Regions from separate parts of the Bicyclus anynana genome. Here region 2 is linked to region 1. Evidence: chromatin contacts called from public Hi-C data. All regions are on one chromosome and are shown on one strand. The core of a region is the stretch at or near the end of the contact, and the rest is flanking DNA. Distances in the headings are between cores, read along the strand shown.

Region 1 (7,062 bases), core at 2,831-5,330:
TTTTTTTTTTTTTTATGTATGTCCAGCGATAATTCCGTCATTTATAGGCCGATTTTGATAATTCTTTTTTTGTTTTGAAGGGTTATTTTTGTTTTTTTGGCATCCTGGAGAAATCGAGGGGAACTTTCGAAAATTGTAGAGACGGCTAGTGCGTTTGTTAGTGTTTCCATAAGGTATTTTAAACCACTACAATTTTATGAAGGTCTGGAGTTGGTCTGATGATGGAGCCGAAGGCGAGTGAAGAGTACTCCTCGATGGTTTACAGTAGCTACCTTGTGTTTGGACTTGATAAATTTGTATTTATGAGATCTTTCCACCTAGATGGGTTGTGACTGTATTAAGGGTCTGGTGATGAAGACGAAGGCCAGTGAAGAGAACTCCTCGACGGTTCACAGTATCTACCTTGTGTTTGGACTTGATAAATTTGTATTGATGAGAACATTCCACCTAGATGGCTTGTGACTGTATTAGGGGTCTAGTGATGAAGACAAAGGACAGTGAAGGGAACTCCTCGACGGTTCACAGTAGCTACCTTGTGTTTGGACTTCATAAATTTGTATTGATGAGAACATTCCACCTAGATGGTTTGTGACTGTATTAGGGGTCTGGTGATGAAGAGGAAGGAGAGTGAAGAGAACTCCTCGACGGTTCACAGTAGCTACCTTGTGTTTGGACTTGATAAATTAGTATTGATGAGAACTTTCCACCTAGATGGGTTGTCACTGTATTAAGGGTCTGGTGATGAAGACGAAGGACAGTTAAGAAGTTAAGTTTTTTTGGATATTCATATTACGAGTGGATATAAAGGGGGAGTGAAATTTTGTAAATGAGTTAAGGTAGTATTCTCAAAATTGGGGTTGTAGGATTTAGGGACTTATCATAAAAAAATAACGTTTCAGCGAATTGCTTATAAATTTTTGTTCACACTCCGTAGGTAAGCTAACACTAAAAATGAAAAAATAAAAATTTTAATAAAAAAAATTCAACCGACTTCCAACTCAAAAATAACCTAAACTAAAAAGCAAAAAATAACATCTTACCTATGTGCTACCTTCTGATCAGTTTGAAGGCGGTGCCAATCCAGTGTTTTTATTAAAGCCGTTTCTGAAACAACTACAGAAATTACGTAATTTAAACGGCTTGAATTGAAACATCACTGGCTTGGCACCGCCTTCAAACTGATCAGAAGGTAGCACTTAGGTAAGATGTTATTTTTTGCTTTTTAGTTTAGGTTATTTTTGAGTTGAAAGTCGGTTGAATTTTTTTTATTAAAATTTTTAAATACACCAAAAAACGAACGCTTTGTTGATCGATCCACCATTGATGACATCAAGCGGGTCAGCGGGAGCCGCTGGATACTGCGTGATGTTTAGAAGAAAATAGAAGAAAAATAAAAAAATCTTAATTGTAAGCATTGCGCAAAAATAAATTTAAATAATTAATTTGGTCTATTTATTTATCTACTACAAAAATCCCTTACAGGAGGCGTATGTCCAACAGTGAACATCCTTCAATGGATAATGATGACGTTGAAATTCACACAAAAAAACATACAATTCGTATTTGATGATTTAAATTAAGCAGCTGTTGATCAAATAAGGAAAGTGAAATGTAATTAGCTTAAAGCAACAATTTACAACGCAAACAAGCCACAAGAGACATAGCTGGAGAGCTGGTCAACATTTTTGGGTAGGTATTTAAATAGATTGCCTCAAAGTTTTTTTTTTAATATGCACCCTTTATTTATAGATTAGGCGGGCTCCCCACGGTTACCGTTACAAAGCGGAGATATACTATAACTTATGACACTGACAAATAACGTAGCTTTTTAGTGGTAAGAGAATTTTCAAAATCGGTGCAGTAGACACAAAGATTACCCCCTACAACACCACAAACTTTACATCTTTCAAATATTAATATTTAGCACCACTAGTCCCCAGCCAGGTCTACTGTTGTATTAGGGTAGTAGAGGAAAGACAGTGGCGTACATAATATTTTAAACGAGGGTAGGCACTATACGTGCAAATTGTACAAAATGCAAATTTCCCTCTTAATTCAGATTCGCAAATTATCAGGACAGGCAGTGTATTTTTGCATCTATGAACTGCCAATGAGAACACGTTGTCAGCTTGTCTCAAACACCTACCAAAAATGTCGACCAGCTCTCGGACTACAGCGTGTTATCAGTTGCCCGGACGACGCCCACTCCGCACTGATAACAGCGTGTGAACGATTCGCAACTGCACAATGTGCTAGCTAGCACAAGAGTATGTTCACGGAAACATTATCATACTTTTCCATAACATGATGTCATTGATACTCATATTATAAATGCCGAAGTTAGTGTTTGTTTGTCCTCTCCTTTGTACGTACTAAAGATCACCAAGGGACAAAGAAATACATACTTACCATACTGTACGTCTTAATCCTCATTCGCACGAGAGTTTTTTTAAAGCGTTCAGATAAAGTATGAAGCTAAATTAAGGTCTATTTCCAACGCCTAAAATTGAAAATAGTGTTGCATTTTCAATTTTGCTCGAAAAAAAAGACTCGTGTTTTTAAAACTGTCGTGTGGACATATACTTACTTGGGAATGCATTTTTTGTATTTGAACGTCCGTTAAAAAAGCTCTCGTGCGAATGAGGGCTTACTATACGGAGTTTGGAAGATAGTGGGAATCGACCCCGTGCCTCAGAGAGCATGTTAAACCGTCAGCGTCTATCCCGGTCATAATTTATTTGAACTCGTTACAGAATCATGAACACCCTACGCCCGCCAAACCACTTTCAATATCTGGTCCTGTAGTAGATGATGATGATGATTAGTAATCATCATGGGGGCTCATCATCATGGGTTACCTTCTTCAAATTGAAATTTGGCTGTCAGGCTCAGGTGAAGAAATCTCTGCTCCACGGTGAAATCTTTCGAATTTCAAGTCATCGTCCATCCTATTTTCGGTATCTTCCTTTCTAGCTACTGACACATCTCATCATGCTAAGATGTGTCAATAGTTAAGTTACTATTAATATAAAGTGTCCTTATCCAACCCATATTTTTTTAAAAGAATATTTGCCATACCTTTTCTCCAACTAATCAGAAAAGAAATTCTTAGGAGTGGATAAGACAACGGGCGTACCACGATCTCTCAGAGATGAGTTCAGCCTCTACCGAAGAGCTATTGAGGCTTCGTCATTATATGATGATATCATTCCTTTAATTGAAACGCAATTCGCACATCGACATAACGATGATTGATGAACATTTTGTTAGATATTCATAACAGTTGAAATAAATCATGATAAATTAAAGTAGCGTTAGATGGGAAGCTGAACGTTGTAATGCCAATTTAAGATCACAAATACTTTGGTTAAATAACAATTAAGGTTAGTTCCAGTTTGATGTCCTCGGGGATAGATCCGGTTGGAGAAAACTTGTTTCGGCCAACTAGCACCTGGTGTTAAAGTATTTGAGGAGGAAGAGGACTGAAGACAGTTTGATATTGGTAACAAGAGAACTTCAAAGTAGGAGACATTTTATTTAAATAGTAGGTACCTTATTATCAGAGTTAAGTAGAAGAATATTCGATTAACCTACAAAGACTAATCAATATTTTACTAAAGCTTTAATTTAACTTGCGAGTCATGTAAGTCAAATTATGATGCTAAATCAGACACCCTTCCTGACGTTCTTTTGAGCATTTTGGTATATCTGCTTAGGTTTTTTTCGGTCCGAACGCTTTTGAATGAGACTCCTAAGGTAAACGAAATATATCTATCGAATAAGGCTTTTCTTGGCAAACAGTCTAATGCTAAATAGTAAGAGATTTCTATAAAATCCAAAATACAATTTTTACAGTGCCAGCAAAAGTTTGGTAATATTGACAGTATACAACAAAGATTCTAAGAAATATACAATTTAAGCTTACAAGAAAAGCTAAGAAACAAAATCGAGGTATTGACAATAATTTATCCGATTGTTATACCAATTTTTATTAAGAGTCTGACGTAATGTACGTATAGGCTCGATTGAAATGTGTCGTTCAAAACTGGAATACTGGATAACAAACGTAACACACCTGTGCGCTGTAATGTCGCGATCAATATCGTCGTTAATGCCGACTGTGCTATGGGGTTCTTGACCCAGTTGCACCTGCTTAAGATGAATGGAAAGATCTAGACTGCATCACTCTTGTGTTAAATTCGATTGTTGGATATGCAGATGCCAGAAACCTATACATTGCAATGTGACTACACTTGTGGTGCAGTTAGTAATGCCTTGGTTTACGGTAAATAGGTTTATTTTGTTGTTGCATTAGCAATGCTTCAGATGAGTCAAATGACAACCGGCGACGGTTCACGTAACATACGGTTCGACCGTATGCTCATTTTCTGGCCATCATCTTTTTCATCAGCCATTCTCCTACCTTATTGTTACTCTCCTGTCCTGTCCTATAATCTCATCTAATCCTGTAAACTTAGTTATAGCCTGCCACCATAGTTCTTCCAATTTTATCTGTGCTCGTCACAATTATCATTTGCGGTCGACATTCTACTAGTAAAATGTCTTGTACCTCGAATCTGTTTTTCGGACTACATGTCCTGCGCACTGCCAATTTAAATTTACCACCCTTTGCATAACGACAGAGTTATGCTGCGTTTGCTCGCCATTTGTTCATGTATCACTTTACCTGCACCAAATACATTTATTAACGTTATACCATACTGTATAAAACTCAGTAAATATTAACGTAATTTGAGTACGTAAATATAAGTACCATATTAAAATTTCCACTGCGAATGCCTGAACTCTTTATGTCTGCGCGTGCTCTATGAGTAGCTTTAAATTCGAAGGAAGCTCATAATATACGAGTACCGTTGCAGTTGATGGCAATAAATATTTACGAATATAGTGGCATAGTCCCGGACGTCCGGCTTTAGTCTGAGGCGCCTTATTGTAAGTGCGTCCGGATAAAAATTAGCATACCCGACAAAGCATTCCGACCTATTTTAGACCACGTCCGCAAGTCGGCGGGTGAATTTTTAAAAGCCTTTTTAGTGCTCAGACACGCTATGCACGTTTAGTGCTTAGACACGCTATCCACGTTTCACTCCGCGAACCAGGGGGGCGACTTTGTAAGGTGTAAGCCTAAGTATCTTGCATCTATCGCGTCTATAGATTTTTGCCGATTCATACAATGTCATGTTCACGGGCAATGACCTCTTTCAAAGATGATTCCTTAGATTTTTCTATAGTAATATAAGAAACTGTAGGTAAGTAGGTACTTAAACTACCTACTGTCATTTTATATTATGAATAAATTGATGCTGCCTTCCATGTTCAAGTAGTATTAGTTTTATAATTTACTTAACTTGTGATAACTGCTTAAAAATTTGTTTTGTTATAGAAAATTGAAACAATAACTATTACGTGAAATTATTTAACACTATGGCGATCGTAAGCCTGTTATTTATGGTCACGAAGTTAGTTGTCTGAGTAATGGCCCATGGAGACATATTTGATTATCGAAGTACATACAAAATACTATGGTAGGCAATTACGGAGTGACAAAGTTCAAGTCTTTGAATGACGAAGGTCCAGCGATCGTATTACCATATTCGGTTCACTTCTGAGCTCGAGTCTCCTCTCGGAATTAGAGGGGTTAGGTTAGGCCAATAGTCAACGCTGGCCCAATACGGATTGGCAGAATTCACGCACGCAGAGAATTAAGAAAATTCTCTGGTATGCAGGTTTCATCATGATGGTTTTCCTTCACCGTTTGAGACAAGTGATATCTAATTTCTTAAGATGGACACTAACCGAAAAGTTGGAGGCGCATGCCCCGGACCGGATTCGAACCCACACTACATTGTGGGTTCAATTTAGTTTAATGATATTTAAACACAACATGCGTATAATTTAAATAAATGCATATTGCAATGTCCGATTTAGAAATCGGTGATATATCTCGCTGCACCGCAATAGGTCAAGGTGTCGATTGCGTCGCTGCTAAGGCCAAATAAGTAAAGACTGCATACGTACTGACGCGTCTGTCTGTCTTTGAAAAGCAGACATACAGCTATCACTGCAGGGTAAGACGGTTCCCTTTTAGGGGAAAACTACTTTGATCTGTGTAAAAGGTGCTAAACATTTTTATTGAGCGTGAATATGCCAGGGTACTAAGCAACCGACTGAACTATATCTTGGATATATAGATCATGAGTCCTTATAGAGATTTCCACATTCTACGGTCTCAGTCGCTTGAGGCTCATTGGTCTCTGGTATGCTAATCAATCCACTGGCATAATTTAATGCCAGTGGCTTCTGACACGCGCCAACTCATCATTTAAACAACTGCATAGCATGTTACAGCTTGACGACTTGTTGGGTATGTCGCTGTTTTGATGCAAAAGAATTCTTCGGACCTAATTTTTACCACACTACGACGAAGCTAAAAGGAAAGGTAATGATTTTGGCAATCTATGTATGCGTGTATGTTCCACCGTAGCGCCTAAATTACTGAAGCGATTTTATTATATTCCTAACGTCTCATGATGAGATTTTGAAGTATCACGATCACATCTTCAAGAAATTAGTAAGCAATCTATGTAAAAGACACTTTAAAGCACAAGAGGTTAAGCAATGCGAGTACTACAGTAATATTCTTTCTCCAGCATGGTTTCCTCCAGTAGTTGCATTGGTTTCGGTGAAGCACTGGCATAGAAAGCTCATAGCTAACAAACCATGAACAACTTTAAACTACAAATTTGGAGTTGCCTCTTGCGTGTCTACAAGACATAGGAAGGTATGCACGGGAACCGTTTGGTCTCGTTCCACGTTCATCGTTCTATCATAAAGTTGCCAGGCGTCGCAGAGATCTACACAGCTATATAGTCGATAATCTTACGTACTAAACGTAAACGGTTTAGACAGAGTATCATTAGGAATTGCTTACCACTCAACTCTTAAGGAAAGTTGTCACCATTATGTCCCACAAAGAATGCATTGGTTTGAGCAAGACACCGAAAAAGAATAATTGGGCGTAAGACGCAAAAGCTTTCTTGC
Region 2 (7,080 bases), core at 1,287-3,786, 36 kb before region 1:
TGTGTTGTACCTACTATTTTTTTAGTTTTACCCCCCACGCAAAAAGAGGGGTATTAAATTTTACGTCGATGTCTCTCTAAATGTGTGTGTGTCTGTCTGTGTATATGTCTGTCTGTGGCATCATCACCTTTCAAACTATGCGGATGAGCGAGCGAAGCGTCCTCGTTTGTCAAATACAAATTAACTTTTAAGAATATTGGTTATGTGAAAGACTATTCTCTTTATTTATGCGAGTGTCACACATACATACAACTTTACATAATTCTCTACATGTTAGGTTAGATACAAGCCATTAGATACATGCCGTAAGACACAAGCTTCTCTAGTTAAGGGCCAGGTTACCATTGTAAAACAAACATTGTGGTAAGTGAGCCAGCTGGTAAAGATATAATCAGTAAACCAAAGCTTACGCTTACAAGTTACACTGAAGCTTAACTGATAAGTCGCTATTACGTGCGCGTGGGACGATGCGATACACATCTCTATACAAACGCACCGCAACGCGTAAGTACGTGACGGTGATCGGACTCTGAAACTTAAAAACCTGCTACGTCCGTGTCGAGCCACACGTGTAGGGTTCCGTAGTTTAAATTAGCTCATTCAACCCTTAATTACCTATAACGATTCCCCACACCATGGGATAGACAATAAAAAAGTCATGCTTACTTTGCACGTAGGGAAGGAACTCCAAAGCAATTTTTTATTCTTTACAAGTTAGCCCTTGACTACAATCTCACCTGATGGTACCTAAGTGATGATGTAGTCTAAGATGGAAGCGGGCTAACTTGTTAGGAGGAGTATGAAAATCCACATCCCTTTCGGTTTCTACGAGGCATCGTACCGGAACGCTAAGTCGCTTAGCGGTACGTCTTTGACGGTAGGGTGGTAACTAGCCACCACCACCACCAGCCAGACCTGGACCAACTAATAAAATCTCAATCTGCCCAGCCGGGGATCGAACCCAGGACCTCCGTTTTGTAAATCCACCGCGCATACCACTGAGGCCGCCGTTTTTTCTTTCAGTAAAGTACAAACGTAATTAATATTAAGTAAAAGAAATTTTAAAATTGATTCCGTAAATTCACAGATTAAACCCCACAGAACAGACAACGCTAAAAGCGAACGCTTTACTACTTCACAAGCGTTACATCTTTATGTCATCAATAATAATAAGTCATCGCTTATAAGTGTCCTAACAGAGCATATACAATGGAAAGTATTAGTATACATAGATTACTGATAGATTCCAATGTAAATGCTCAATTAGGCCACTTCTAATAAGTAATCAAATGCGTAAGCTCCCATAGTAACTGAACCAGATCACAGATGTCATACAAGCACATACTGTTAGTGTGGTCAGAAACAGCTGCTTAGTACATTGTCTATTTATAAACTGACTAACATATGCCTGTGGCATTGCTGAATATGTATGACCATATTTTAACAGGGTTAGTAATGTACACGAAACGAACTTCCTCTTTAGGTGTGTATATCAAATCTTTCAACTTTACCCTTTATTCATTATCAACCTATATTCGGCTTACTGCTGAGCTCGAGTCTCGGAGTTAGGCCAAATAGTCCACCACTCTGGCCCAATGCGGATTGGCAGACTACACAAACGTAGAGAATTAAAAAAATCTCAGGTATGCAGGTTTCCTCACGATGTTTTGAGACGTGATATTTAATTTCTTAAAATGCGCATAAACGAAACGTTGGAATTAAAAACAGAGTTCATATCCACTGGGCTATCGCGGCTATTTATCCATTTTTGCGGTCTATTAATGTGTTGAGTTCCATCTTTGACAGGACAAATAACTTACTGGTCCAAAAATAACTTATATCAACTAGTGCATGTGCAACCCAACCTGTGCTAGGGCTAGTCAGCAGTCAGATGATTTAAAACATCATATAAGCATATCAAGCATAATATTTCACGAAAAGAAAAAGACATTGTCGACTACGACATAATATCTCGTGAAGAGAAAAAGATATTGTCGACCACGACATAATATCTCGTGAAGAGAAAAAGATATTGTCGACCACGACATAATATCTCGTGAAGAGAAAAAGATATTGTGGACCACGACATAATATCTCGTGAAGAGAAAAAGATATTGTCGACCACGACATAATATCTCGTGAAGAGAAAAAGATATTGTGGACCACGACATAATATCTCGTGAAGAGAAAAAGATATTGTCGACCGCGACATAATATCTCGTGAAGAGAAAAAGATATTGTCGACCACGACATAATATCTTGTGAAGAGAAAATACGACCGCTATTGATCGACAATAATATGTCATTTCGTCTTCCCGAGATATTTCGTTGGTCGCATGCTGTGTCTACAGGATGTCTAATTGTCTACATGTTCCGACAATAATAAAAAATAGGTATGGCACTAACTTCTCAATTAAATTCTCTATATCTCAGCACGCGGTCGCATGTTAGCGCCACGGTTCAGTAATATAGGGAATCTCGCGGTTATGGATCAATAACCTATATTTTTAAACAAAGGTCGCAGGTTCAGGCGGTGCAGTTGTTGACTCACGGAGTGACTCACTCCCGCTAAAGCCTTCGTACCGCGAAACGTTCGCTCGAATTGTGTGTCGCGTACCTTTCAAAGATAAAAAATTACCCCATATTGCAAAAGTATTTCTGTGTCACGTATGACACGATTTCGTTTCGCATAAACTACGACTGAACTAAATGTACCGCTTACTCTGAGGACTAATTAAGAACCAACATTAGGAAAATATATAATAGCTGACGCCGTGCGGTTTCACCCAAATGGTTCCCGTTTCCGTAGGTATACGAGGATAATATATGGCCTATAACCTTCCTGGATAAATGGGCTATCAAACACTGAAAGAATTTTTGAAATCGGACCACTAGTTCATTAAATTGGCGCGTTCAACCAAACAAACATAAAGAGTCGACCAATAACGGCGAAAACGAGTATAAGCTTTCTCATTAGTTGCGATGGTATGAAGGAGAGACCGATACTTTCGATCCACCGCTATTGGTCGACAATATGTCATTTGGTCTTCATGAAATATGGCGTGCTTCTTAGGCCTATTCAAGTCCATCTGCCCATTAACTCTGCTATACGGCCTTATGGACATATTTAATTCACAATTCACGAAAGGCTCGGTGATATCACGTAATGGCAGTGTGATGTCATAATACAAACTCCTAAAATAGTACTCGCGAAGATGTAATTTTAACATTTACCGACAAATTAACGTCCCACTTGCCTCTAAATCTAGTTCAAGCCTAATAAAATACGATCGGGTAGGTACACGTAGCATGAGATTTTCTCGTTTCTCAATGTATCTTATTATCAAGTACTCTAACACTGAATAGTCGGAAGACTTCACACAAAACAGCTCAATCAATAAGTCAATTAGTGGTTCTACTTCAGTTTGATTCCTTCAGTTTTTCTATAATCCCCCTTATCCCGGAAAACTTAAGGCCTGGTAGTATTATCGGCCATAATCTAATAATGATGAAAATGATGACTTCAGTATGCAGAATTTGATCCATAACATGATTTATTATTTGCAACTTGCAGACGCCCGCGTCTAAGACATGTAACTTGGATTATTGCGTGCGTTTTCTTATGTCCAATTTGAATGTAACAAAAGTATGCAAGAGACGTCGACGTAGCCTTTGATACCTTGACCAGAAACATAGCCATTTGTATTCGTCATCAACCCATATTCGGCTCACTGCTGAGCTCGAGTCTCCTCTCAGAATGAGAGGGGTAAGGCCAATAGTCCACCACGCTGGCCCAATGCGAATTGGCAGACTTCACACACGCAGAGAATTAAGATAATTGTCTGGTATGCAGGTTTCCTCACGATGTTTTCCTTCACCGATTGAGACACATGATATTTAATTTCTTAAAATGCACACAACTGAACAGTTGGAGGTGCATGTCCCGGACCGGATTCGAACCCACACCCTCCAGAATCGGAGGCAGAGGTCATTTGCACTGGGTTATCACGGCTCTCGTTATAGGTGACGCTTTGTCACTTAAAATCATACAAACCATCTTGACCCTTTAAATACTAATAAACGAGCAAGGCAATATGAATAAAAGCCTTTTTTTTTTTTTTTTTTTTTTTTTTACGTGGGGAAATCCTCATGGATACCTTCTCGCCACGGGGAGGCAAGAAGGTTATGTCGGACTTCAACCGACTAAAACCCCACGGTGTTCCTACTCGCCGCCTGATGACTGAGCCACGGGAACATTTCGTAAACTACCGCAACCCAGCCAGCGACACTCGTAAATTGAGCTCTCCTGTAGTTTTATTACGATCGCTTAGGAAACACTGAAAGCGTTAACGACTCGAGGACTTATCTCCGGTGGGTGACAGATTCCCCGTATCTATCACCCGGAGGTCCTCGTCAAGGAGGCAAATGACGGTCCTGAACGAGCCGCCTGCGTCCGGCTCTCTTACGGCGGATAGGATGAGAATCCACGTCGACCTCTCTCAACCTTTCCGCTGCCTCTTTCTGTGACATCACAATCTCACAGAAGGAGACAACAGCTTCCCAGGACTTCTCATTTTTCGTCATGGCTTTTATGACGCTTGGCAGAGATAGATCTCGTCCGATTACAGCCATCAGCGCCTCGCGTGGCTCCTCCCAACTGGAACATTCAGCCAGAGTATGCTGTGCGGTATCAGAGGCACAGCCACACTCATGGCAAACCTCTGTAGGCTCTCTACCGGCCACCTTCCACAGGTATCTTCCGAAGCAGCCGTGCCCCGAAATAACTTGTGTAAGGTGAAACGTAATTTCACCGTACCTCCTTTGTACCCACCGTTGGAGTACAGGTCGAATCGCTTCAATTGTTTGTCGACCTGCACCTGGCAACTCTAGCCTCTCTTGCCACTTCCTAAGAACTTCGCCGTGAGCTTTGCGCTTCCACTTGGTTATTATTCCCCGGGAAATTTGTTCTCCTCGTGATTGGGCTTCCACCCTGAGCAGGTGCATTGACGCCAATACCTCCGCATCCAGATCCCATGGAGGCGTCCCAGCCAAAGCGCAGGCAGCTTCGCAGGAGATGGTTCGATAAGCTCTGACTACCCTGGCAGCCATGACCCGCTGCGGCCTCTGCAACAGTGTTCGGTTTTGAGCAGTCAGAGAGTATACCCATATTGGCGCCCCATACAATGCCATCGATCGCACTACTCCAGTGTAAAGGCGACGGCAGGCGACGTTGGGTCCACCCACGTTTGGGAGAAGCCGGCTCAGCGCCCCGGTGGCACCAATTAACTTTGGGACCAGTCGTCGGAAGTGTTCCGCAAATTTCCATCGACTGTCGAGGACGAGTCCAAGGTACTTCATAGTCGACTCAACAGGGATAGATACTCCTCCAACGACGAGGTCAAACTCAACCGAAGGTAACATCCTTGGGCCATGAAAGTATAGAGCCTCAGATTTATTAAGGGCTACCTCCAACCCCAATCGCCGGATCCGTGCCACTACCTGAGCCACACCAGCTGTCGCAAGTATACGCGCCTCTCTGAAGGTTTTGCCACGGGCAGTAACAAGGGTGTCATCTGCATAACACGTGACGTCAACGCCCTGCACGTTAAAGCCCCGTAACACCCAGTCGTATCCGATATTCCACAGAAGTGGACCAAGGACCGAACCCTGTGGAACACCGCATGTCATCTCCCTCCGCGTCCATCCACTGTTAGCTGGGTATGTCACTACTCTTTCAGAAAGGTAATTTTCCACGATTCGCCGTAGGTATCCCGGTATCCCGTGATACCTCAAAGCCTCCCGTATGCAGCTCCATGGGAGACTATTAAATGCGTTTGAAATATCAAGAGATACCGCTAAAACCACTTCGCCTTGGGAAAGTGCGTCTTCCGTCAAAGCCCTCACCCGAGCAATAGCATCGATAGTGGACCTGCCTCGACGGAATCCATACTGGTTTTCGCTCAGGTTTGGCCCCACCTCCTCCAAATGCTTGACAAGCCGATTTGACACTATTCGCTCAAAGAGTTTGTTTACCTCATTCAGCAAGACAATCGGCCTGTATGCTGAAGCTGAGTCAGCAGGACGACCTATCTTTCGGAGTAATACAAGTTTTCCAATTTTCCAAGTACGAGGATACTGTCCCTGCTCTAGACATGCGCTAAAGAGAGCTCTAACTCTAGGTTCCAGAGGGCCAAGGGCAAACACCCACGCCTTCCCAGGGACGCCGTCGGGACCCGGGGCAGTGTTTTTGGATTGAAGCCGTTTCACCGCTGCTTGAAACTCTCCCTCGGAAACTTCCGAAAAGGATGTATCTCCTTCACTGATGTAAGGTGCCATGCTTGGCGGGGTCACATCTTCCCTATTAGCGAATAGCGTGTCCACTACTAATTCCAGGTGCTGGGGCTGGAGAGTTTCCGTTAGTGGTGGCGCCTTTGGACGTAACTTGCGTCTTATTATTTTATAGGGCCTACCCCAGGGATCGGCATCAAGACTGGCTAACATTTCCTCTTTGGCTAAGTTTTTAGCTGTTCTTATAGCCACCTGGAGAGTCACGACAGCCTCCCGATATACCGCGTAAAGTCGCTCTTCTTCTCGCTGATTACGAGTTCGCCGTCGCCTACTCCTCGTGAATTGGCGTCTAGTGGCCACACAGGATCTGCGCAATTGAGCTAGCTCCTCAGACCACCAGTATACAGCATCTCTCGGGGGAATAAAACCGGTCCGTGGCATAGCCACATCGCAAACTTGCGTAATAGCCTGACCGAGCCACTCAGTTTCTTCTTCTACTACTATGGTATCTGCAGGTACCGGAAGCCACGCTTGTACCAGCGCCGCTTCAACTAAAGCATCACGGTCAAGACGCTTAATGGACCAACGAGGGCCAATATTCCGCATGGTTTGGGTTCGAGGTCTTATTGAAATCGAATGGGTAAACACATCATACCTGATATATCGATGATCTGAAAGTGACACCACATTTTTAAAAACCTTCCACCCACTAACACAACGCGCTAGGCAAGCATCGGCGAACGAAACATCTACAATAGAGCCGCCATTTCGCCGCACGCACGTGAATGTTGA

Evidence for each region. A called contact is a pair of places that touch in the nucleus more often than the background predicts.
Region 2: a Hi-C map of whole larva shows a contact between it and region 1, with 2.4 times the contacts expected there. The contact joins two enhancer-like sites. A contact is called at or near these places in 2 of 2 Hi-C or Micro-C datasets (whole body and whole larva).

What each region holds. Positions count from the first base shown.
Region 1 is chr11:15,001,044-15,008,105 of ilBicAnyn1.1, reverse strand. All of the region lies in intron 1 of LOC112043767 (protein tweety-like), which reads right to left. Among protein-coding and RNA genes, the nearest start is that of LOC112043767, 12 kb to the right of the region's middle. Within about 2 kb of position 4,080, at least 5 of the 8 cell types and tissues checked have open chromatin away from gene starts, as enhancers often do.
Region 2 is chr11:15,035,792-15,042,871 of ilBicAnyn1.1, reverse strand. All of the region lies in intron 2 of LOC112043767 (protein tweety-like), which reads right to left. Among protein-coding and RNA genes, the nearest start is that of LOC112052772, 6.2 kb to the right of the region's middle. Within about 2 kb of position 2,536, at least 6 of the 8 cell types and tissues checked have open chromatin away from gene starts, as enhancers often do.